Linked DNA regions of Rattus norvegicus: region 2 is linked to region 1. A link is a contact called in public Hi-C data. All regions are on one chromosome and are shown on one strand. Each heading gives the region's core, a stretch centred on a gene start, on an enhancer-like site or on the middle of the called end of the contact. The rest is flanking DNA. Distances are from core to core; before and after follow the strand shown.

The links. A called contact is a pair of places that touch in the nucleus more often than the background predicts.
Region 2: a Hi-C map of prefrontal cortex shows a contact between it and region 1, with 2.0 times the contacts expected there. The contact joins the promoter of Zfp870 here to the promoter of LOC102546572 in region 1. A contact is called at or near these places in 5 of 12 Hi-C or Micro-C datasets (the Rat2 cell line, Schwann cells, frontal cortex and 2 more).

Annotation. Positions count from the first base shown.
Region 1 is chr7:12,517,791-12,522,408 of GRCr8, forward strand. LOC102546572 (zinc finger protein 709-like) reads right to left here and starts at 1,469. Exons shown (of 4, transcript XM_006241098.5): 1 at 1,304-1,469. The coding sequence starts at 1,306. The region is part of intron 1 of Ftl1l5 (ferritin light chain 1 like 5); the gene reads left to right.
Region 2 is chr7:12,651,514-12,656,509 of GRCr8, forward strand. It overlaps Zfp870 (zinc finger protein 870), which reads right to left and starts at 2,807. Exons shown (of 4, transcript NM_001163062.1): 1 at 2,694-2,807. The coding sequence starts at 2,696. All of the region lies in intron 1 of Ftl1l5 (ferritin light chain 1 like 5), which reads left to right.

The DNA of each region.
Region 1 (4,618 bases), core at 219-2,718:
ACCGTAGGGAATATCTGTTTTCTAACAGTGCCAAGCCTAGAATGACTCCATTTTATTAAGTAACAACCTCTACCAGAGTTACTCCAAATTTAAGACACCACCCCCATAGAAGGGCAGTACAACTTGTTTACACACACACACACACACACACACACACACACACACACACAACCACTATCGGCCAGAATCCTAGAATGGACAAACTGACCATATCAAAACTGAAAATATGGGGCTGGGGACTTAGCCCAGTGGTAGAGCGCTTACCTAGGAAGCGCAAGGCCCTGGGTTCGGTCCCCAGCTCCGAAAAAAAGAACCAAAAAAAAAAAAAAAAAACTGAAAATATACCAAATAGTATTAGAAACACCACAGAAATCATACAGCATATAACCCCCTCACCTGGCACAATGAAAGAGCATCCCAAGACTAAAGTTGGCAGGCACCTGTCAGACACCCACAGGGAAGAACCGAGTCAGTCCTTGGACACCAGCTCCAGTGCGGTTTCTCCTGCCCAGGTCATTCAGCCAACTTCAAATTTACTGCACGCTCGGTGCACGTATACTTGACATTTCTGTGCCTACACTGCTAGGACATCATTTTTGGTTCCCTTGAGATTCTTCTTTGCCTCCTACTCAGAACAGACTCTAATCTCAACCACTTTAGCTCTTAGTCATTCTACGACCTGCACATTTGTATGTTCTTGTGTGAAATGTTCATATGTGACCTGCCAGTTAATGTTAGTAATTAGATTGTTATGTAAAAACCCGTGACTGCCAATGGCTGGTTAGCAAAATCTGGAACACTTGACTAAATATTAACGAAATACACATGACTTGTGAATTATTAATTATTCGATAAATTCTGGCATTGGAAACACCAACTTGTCCCCCTGTTTATGACAACACGCTCAGGACACAAGGTCACCACACCCTACGGCTTCCCTGCCCCCATCCCCAACACACACACACACACACACACACACACACACACACACACACACACACACACACAATCCCAGGGTCCCGAGTCTCACCGCGACGCTGCTGCCACCGCCCAGGCTGCGGAGCCGCGACGCTGCGGGCGCCCGGATGCCTAGGGAGGCCATGGCCGCAGTACTGAGCTATCAGCGAGGGACCGGACAGCGGCTCTGCTTGCTGGCCCAGCTCCACCCAGAGGAACCCGGGCTGTGCGGCCCAGCGGAGCAAGATGAGACGCAGACTCAGCTGCCCTGGAAGGCCGCGTCCCCACTGTCGCCTCCGCTTCCAGCAGCCTCCTCCCAACACCCGGGACGCCCGGCCGCACGCACCATTTCCAGTTACCGGGTGTCCTACTGTTCTCCGGCGGCTCTCGCAGTCAGTGGATGGAACACAGACACTGGGGAAACAACCTACGGGTCTCTCTCCACAGAAGACACAAACGCCTAAAATGGCTGGACGGGAAGTGGTGTCCTCGGCTTCTGCACCCGCCCTCTCCCAACATCTGAAGACCTCATTGGACGGTTTATGCGGCCAAGTAACTTTTCTTATTGGCCAGCGAGTCACGTGCACTCCGCCTAATGCTTAAATGACAGAAAAACCGTCCTCTAGAGTGTACTGTGGCGCCAAATCGCTAATCCGAACACAAACCTTCTAACTTGGGGTCTCAGCTGGCTCTGAGGTTCCTAAACTCTGGCGTTACGTGCGGAAGGGATGAGCACGCTGCATTTTACATGGAATTGAAAGTAGGTAGAAGTCTATTCTTTAACAAGGCAAAGATGTCAGCTAAATTCTATTCGCATGCGTGAGAAATGGCATTGAAAGAGTGTCTGATGTGAATTATGCCTATTTGACTGAGCTGCTAATGTAACCTCTCATTTTGCGATCTATGGTTGTCACCGAGGTCTCTGTGACTGGGGATTTACCCATTCTGTTTACTCTTTCGAAAGTCTGTCTTGAACCCACCCCACCACTATTGACCTCACATAGTCATTTCTAGAGCAAAACATTTTAGGAATGGAGGGACAGATTCTTCGGGAAGTGTAAGTTTGCTCAGTTCCTAGTGGAGCTCCAGAACACTGAACCTGGAATACTTCATAGATGTCTTCCAGGGCAGACATTCCTGATATCCCGAGCATCAGCCTGACTAGGGAAGAAGAACTAAGGTCACAGAGAAATGGCAGGAATAAGAAAGGAAACCTTGAAGAGAAACTAGAATCGAAGGCTACTACTCTAGGTGCTGAAAGCGTTTTAAGAGGCCCGGGAAGAAGCAACGAGCAGATAAGAGATTCCTGCAGTGAGCCAGGGGAAGAATGTGCAGGCTTTAAACAATCTCAGGGAACTGGCAGACAGAGGTATTTTGAGTGATCTTTTAGAAAGACGGGTGTAGATAGGAAAGCTGAAATACTTGAGGCTGCAGCCAACAAGCTGACTAGATTGCGTCTATAGATTTTGTTTAAGAATTTGTTTACTTATTTATTAAAATATGTTTGTGGGCTGGAGAGATGGCTCAGCGGTTGAGAGCACCGACTGCTCTTCCAGAGGTCCTGAGTTCAATTCCCAGCAACCACATCGTGGCTCACAACCATCTGAAATGGGATCTGATGTCTTCTTCTAGTGTATCTGGAGATAGCTACAGTGTGCTCATTTAAATAAAATAAATCTTTTAAAAAATATGTTTGTCACACGTGTACAAGTGCCCGTGGGGGCCAGAAGAGGGCACTGCATCCGCGGAGATGGAGTTATAAGCTGCCGAACATGGGTCCTGGAACAGAATTTGGATACTTTTCAAAAAATAAAAATAATAATAATAAACACTCTAAACCATGGAGTCAGCTCTGCATCCTCCAAGGCTTTAGACTCCCATCCAGCTCTCTCTCCTTCACATTTATAAAAATTACATTTAATAGTTTCTGACAAATTAGTAGGCCTAGATTGAGTTATAGAACTGCCGCTCTCGTGCCCTCGTTACTGTGTCTCTAATTGGCAGTTAGGGATGGCTGGCCAATCTGTCATGATTGCCAGAGTCAGGATGTTGAGTTTTCAACTTTTGAGTTACTTATGGATTAGGAAATATTTGGACTAATTCAACTGGCTTAATTTATGTGAGCACTTATTCATCTTATGAGCCGATTTGTTGTCGTACAACAGTGTGAAAATGTGAGCCTGTGTAGACACTATTTATGCTCATCTACCCATACACAGCTTTACATAGAAAATGCTATACCGTTTATTTCTATTTATCACTGGTTAGTCATAAGCTAAACTGTTAGTTACTGTCTTATTTTTAAGTGCCCGTGTGTGTGTGTGTGTGTGTGTGTGTGTGTGTGTGTGTGTGTGTGTGAATGTATTAAGATCTAGATGTCCAAGAAGGCCAGCAGGGGTGTCAGATTTTTCCAAAGCTGGAGTTACAGGTGCTTGTGAGCTGCCTGACTTGGGTGCCAGGAACCAAACTAAGGTCCTATGGAAGAGCATGTAGCCAGAATCAACAAATCCATTGCCACCCACAACTGGTGAATGGGGATAATCAAATACCTTTATCTCCCTGAGTATGTAAAAATAGTTCACTATGAGAGCTCTCTAAGCTCTCATCTCAGCAAAGGCCTCACTAACTGGTAGGCTTCAGTAACTGTGTGTTGGCATGAAAACCCTCTTTTGGATACTTAACCAATTCAACCTTATACTTCTGCTGCTCTAGAACAACTTCTGGTACCAAAATCTGTAATAATCTGGACTCTAGAAATATATAGAAAGGGGACACATTAGAATGACTTAAAGGCTGTAGTCTAACTAATCTTACTGTGGCTGGCTATGAACAGAAAGTCCAAGAATCTGGTAGTCACTCAGTCCACAAGGCTGAGTGTCCCAGCTGGTCTTCAGTGTACAATGGAATCATGAAGAAGTAGGTTCTAATGCTAGTGAAGGAATGGATTTGCTAGTAAGGTAAGAGCAAGCAGGCAAAGAGCAAAAGCATCCTTCCTCTGTGTTCTTATATAAACGTTCACAAGAAGGTGTGACCCAGAGTAGAGGTAGGTTTTCCCAGCTCAAAAAAAAAAAAATCTGGGTTCAAGTTTTGCCTTTCTACATCAAAAACCTGTATTAGAAGTGGAGCCTCCCACTTCAAATCCAAGCAAAAAACCCCTCACAAACTTGTCCTCTATTTTTGGGTTTTAGTTAATTCCAGATGTAGTCAAGTTGACTGTCAAGAGTAGCCATCACAGGTGGTACTCACTGGCTAGTTCACTTGGTCAAAATAGGACCATGTTCATATGAGAACTAACGAAGAGGTTGATGCAGTCTGGTTTTGAGCTGAAGCCCCTGTTGTGACATATTCTGAGGGAGGAAATCTATGAATCATTTGAACAAACTGTTCCTAAAATAGTAAACCAAGCCAAGGAGGGGGAGTGAGAGAAGAGCAAAACAGACAAAGGGGACTCTCCTGGTCACTCAAAGTCAAGCATGGGAAGACTTGTGTTGAGATGGAGATCGTAAGGAAAAATAGTAGTAATAAAGAAAATGGGGCACGTACTCACTTCTGAAAATATTTAAAGTCTAAGCAGTAGTTCACAGAAGGCTGAATGGTCACAAACAGCTTGTTTTGTTTTGTTTTTAAGAAAACTAGTCCTGAGGATGGGCAATTACCTTCC
Region 2 (4,996 bases), core at 1,557-4,056, 140 kb after region 1:
TTCTAAGTCACCATCCAACAGTCTGCCCTCCCAAGGGGCATTTGGCATCCCTGCACCTGCACTGGTAAGACTGATCTGGTCCCCTGCAGTCTCCCCCCTCACCTGCCTCAGCTCTCTGCCTATGCCCCCAGGACAGCCTCTATTCTGCAGCCTCTTTAACCATTTCCCAGCCATTTGTAACCTGTGCCATCTCTGGTTGTGTGAAGTGTTCCCATGTGATCTGCTGCTGCTGTTAGTGATTCACGCTGGGATAAAGGGCTGGGTGTGGTAGAGCAGATCTTCATCCCTGCACTTGGGAGGCAGAGTCAGGCAGATCTGTGAGTCCAGTGCCAGCCTGCTCTGCCTATAGAGGGAGTAGCAGCCGACCAGTGCCAAATAGTGAGAAACTGTCTTAAAACTAACAGCAAAATTTGCAACAAATGGCCAAGCACGGTGGCAAGTACCTTTTAGCCTCAGCACTGTGGAGGCCAGACAGGCAGGTCTCTGAGTTTCAAGTCTGTGTGGTCTATAAGTGAGTTCCAGATGAGGCAGGGCTACACAGTAAGACTAGTCTCAAAACACAAGTTAAACGACTGGACTAAAAAGACCTTGGCCAGGTAGAAAGGAAAGTCAGGCTTAAATAGCAAATTACCACCAATAAAACAACAATGCTCGTGAATTTGAGTATTCAATAAATTCTGCCATTGTAGCCTGCCTGGCAGAATTGAGGATATTCTAAAGAGACTCTAAGACAATGGACCCCAAAGAAATGGGAATTTCCTCAGGAATCTCAGGCTGAAAGAAGGACCAGGTACCAATCAGAGTGGGGAACTTGTCTCTCAGAAAGGGACTTCATACCCTTCTAACAGATCCCCTAACAGGATGAGCCTGGAGCCCACCAAAGGTGGAGGGCAGGGCAGTGCAGTGCAGGGCGGGACCACACCTTGACCTGGACTGTTTGCATCTGTACATCCCTGGCCTCTGCTTCACTTTGATCTCACTTCAGGACTTTGAAGACACTTAGAAGCCTCCCTGGATCTTTCTTCCTCTTTCCAATGGGCAGAGGCAGAAGAGATCTTTTCTGCTCACCACTAATTACTTGGCTATTTTTATTGGGTTACTGAGAACAGCGGGCTGGCCCTGACTGGGCACAGGTTGGGAATGCCAATTTCAATAACACAAATATGTCTGTCTGTTGCTGACATAACAGGCTCAAGTCTCTTGGGGTCACTATAAGATTGATGTTACAGGTTTTGGCAGAAAGGGAGCTGAGAAAAGCTTCATTGGGTGAATTACAGCATCAAGACTCAGGCGGCCATGGTGAAGCCCTGAAGGGAGAAACAGCCTTCAGTTCTGGAGGGATGAGGGGCGTTAATTGCTCAAAAAGGTTTAGGGTGTGGACAGGAATAACAATTAACCTAAGCAGGGCAGTGTGAAAGACAATGGAAAAGGAACTGATAAAGACTACAGCCCTAAAGCTGGGTGCTCTTGCGCATACCTTTAATCCCAGCACCCCACGGAGAGGCAGGCAGATTTCTGAGTCTGAGAGCAGCCTGGGCCACAACTCAGTCCAGGAAACTCAGTCTTGAAAAGCCTTCCACTTCCATCACAGAAACAAACAAACAAACAGAAAACACTGAAGCTATGACTCTAAGCCACCGGCAAGTCCACCATAAGAGTCCACAGAGGCTTGGTTTTACCCACCTTAACTGCAGCTGCTCTTTGTGGGTTAAAAGCCTCGGGCCACTAGGAATTGAGTCAGGCTGTGCAGGGAGGGTAATAGTCCCCTAGCCATAAAGAACTGCTCTGTGCAGCCTGACCATTCCTCTATTCCTGCAGGTATAATACACCTGGATGTAAAAAACCACCCAGTTCCCAGTTCCAAATAATAATAATAATAATAATAATAATAATAATAATAATAATAATAATAAAAATAGCTGTAACTTCCGGGTGGCCACCTTTGTATATTTTTACATCTCTCCCAGACCTGCAAAGACAGTGTTTCTCAACCTATGGGTCGCAACCCCTTTGGGGCGGACAACACAAGGATTGTCTATTAGATATCTTGCATATCAAATATTTACATTACGATTCACAACGGTAGCAGAATTACACTTATAAATTAGCAACGAAGGTAATTTTATGGATGGGATCACTACATGAACTGTAAACGACTGCAGCATTAGGAGGGTTGTGAACCACTGCTCTATGGGCACTTGACTTTTATTCCAGAAAGGATGGGGCCACTCGATGCTCCAATATGTCTCTATCCCGCTCTCCACACACCCCCTTACCCCAACACTCAGAATCACAATGTGCTCTGAGTAGCTGCTCCGAGACACTGCATGGGGTATGTCGGGATTTTCGGGGGAGGACGAGGCAGTAAAAGGACCAGTGTTCTAACCATCACTATCCATGCAGCCCCACCTCCATCCCCGGCACAAGAGCTCCAATCCAACTCCCAGGGTTGGCTCCCCAGGACCCTCTTACCCGAACCGCTCAGACTGCAGAGACCCTGGTTGAGAAGCCCCGCTGACCCTAGACGCCGCAGCACTGAGCGCTCAGGTAGGGGGAGACCACGGCTCTCAGCGGAGCCAGATGAGACTCTGCTGTAGACTCCGCTATCTCGGAAGGTCGGTACCCACTGCGGTCTCCGTCTGCAGCAGCAGCAGCAGCATCCTCCCCACATCTAAGACACAGGCCGAACGTACCATTTCCAGCCACGGAGTGTCCTGGTGTCTTCCTGCCGCTCCTGCTGTCACAGAAGGCGACTTTGATATCTAGACCTGGGATCCAGGATGTACTTCCAAGTAACAAACATGCCTAATTTGGGGGTTAAGGAAACAGACCTAGGTCAGATAAATTCCCTCACGTAAGAAGCATACTCCTCATTGGACACTTCGGGCACTAAAGTAATAACCTTTACCCTGATAGGCCAGCGAGCCTAACCTTTATCCCGATAGGCCAGCGAGCCCTTGGCTCGCGTCCTGGAGCGCTAATGACAGGAGATACTAGTTTTGTTGGGCAAATTAGCAAGCAGATCACTCACTGAAGCCCTAGCGTTCTAGCGTTCTATCCCTGTCTGGGTGGAAGCCTGCATGTAAGCGGCGCGTTTGTCCACTTGCTTGTAACAATGCGCAGTGGGCAATTCCTAATTCTCCCTCCTAAGAATGGAGTCAGAGCAAGAGAATTCCAGACTCAGTGGTCATGGAGACAACTCAAAGAGCTGCTTTGAGCAGGATTAGGAGGAAGGGCCTTATTAAAGGAAACCCCTCTGCCAGCCCCCATCTTCCCAAATCCCACCACCATACCGCCAGTTTGCCCAAGACTTTAGGAAACATTCCAACGATAACACTCACGAAAATAGGCAACCTGACTTGTCTTTCACCCTGCACTTTCGAAAACAAAACAAAAGAACAATAACAAACAGAAGACAAGTTTTTCCAGAAACCCAGTCTCTAGGCCTGTTGAAGTCACGGCCTCCCTGTCCTGCTCTCTACTTTGAAAACTGATTTTCAGACCCTTTGTGATAACGTTCAGGTTTGGAGGTTTCAATTTCTCAGGCCAATAAACATCTGCTCTTGCTGTGTGTTAGAGTTTTATCGCTGTAAAGAAACACCGTGACCAAGGCAACTCTTATAAAGGAAAACATTTAGCTGGGGCTGGCTTACAGCTTTTAGAGGTTCAGTCCATTAACGTCATAATGGGAAGCTCGGCAGAGTCCAGGCAGATATGGCACTGTAAGAGAGTTCTACACCTTAATCTGAAGGCATCCAGGAGGAGACTCTTCTACAGGGAGCCAGGAAGGAACTCCCTTCCTTATTGAGCAGAGCTTGAGCACGGGGAGCCTCAAAGCCCTCCCCCACAGTGACGCACTTCCTCCAACAAGGCCACATCTCCTAATCTTGGCACTCCCTGGGCCACGCCAAGCATATTCAAACCACCGTGGGGTTCTTTAGCAAATGACCGGCTATGTACAGAAAGTCCAAGAATCCAGTAGTTGCTCAGTACACAAGACTGGATGTCTCGGCTGGTGTTCAACTGACGCTAGACTCCCAAAGAAGTAGGCTCTAAAGCCAGTGTAGGAATGGGCTTGCAAGCAAGGCAGGAGAGAGCAGGCCGAGAGTAAAGGCTTCTTTCTTCCATACCTTAAATAGGCTTCCAGCAGAAGGAGTAGCCCATATTAGATCTGGATTAGATCCGACTGAAGGTATGCCTCACTATGTCAAGATCAGGGTTAAAAGAAACGTCTTTTCTCCATTCCAGAAAACAATCTAGACCACAGGCGTGTTTTTCTGCCTGAGAGATGCGTATTAGATGTATCACGTTGACAATCAAGTATACCCGTCGAACACTGTTTCCAGGGCAAACTGAGTCTGTTCTTGCATTTTTTCCTTCGATGACTTTCTTCCCTCCCTATTACACTGTTTTTTTTTTTTATTTTTTTCTTGCCTCAGAATTTGGAAAGAGGCAGGTGGCCAAGGTTTTTCTGATCCCATACTCAACCAATAACATAAAAACACACAAACAAGCAATGCCTATCATTCAAGTCACCAAGTCATGGAGAAAGTGGAATTTTATACAGAAAAACTGGCTTAAAAGAACAGCAAAAAACAAACAAACAAAGAAAAACACACATTAAAAAATTCAACCCTTAGATGTGATAGTGTAGTACACTGTCCCGTACACTTGTGAGAAAGATTCAGACTGAGCTCTGTGAGTTCAAGGCCAACCTGGTTTACATAGTGAGTTCTTAGATAGCCAGAGCTACACAGTGAGATATTTCTCAAAAAAAAAAAAATAACAACAACAACAACAACAACAACAACAAAATTTAGATCCTGACTGCTCAGCTTAACCCCTTGGTTTATGATGTTGCAGCTAATGGTAACCACTTAGCACTCTGTGGTAGACTCTGTGGTAGAATTGTAAAATTCAGCCAGTAGAAAGTATAAGCTACCCAAACCAAAGAACTGCTCCATCAAAGTCTATGGTTCTGAGAGCTCTTTTTAGC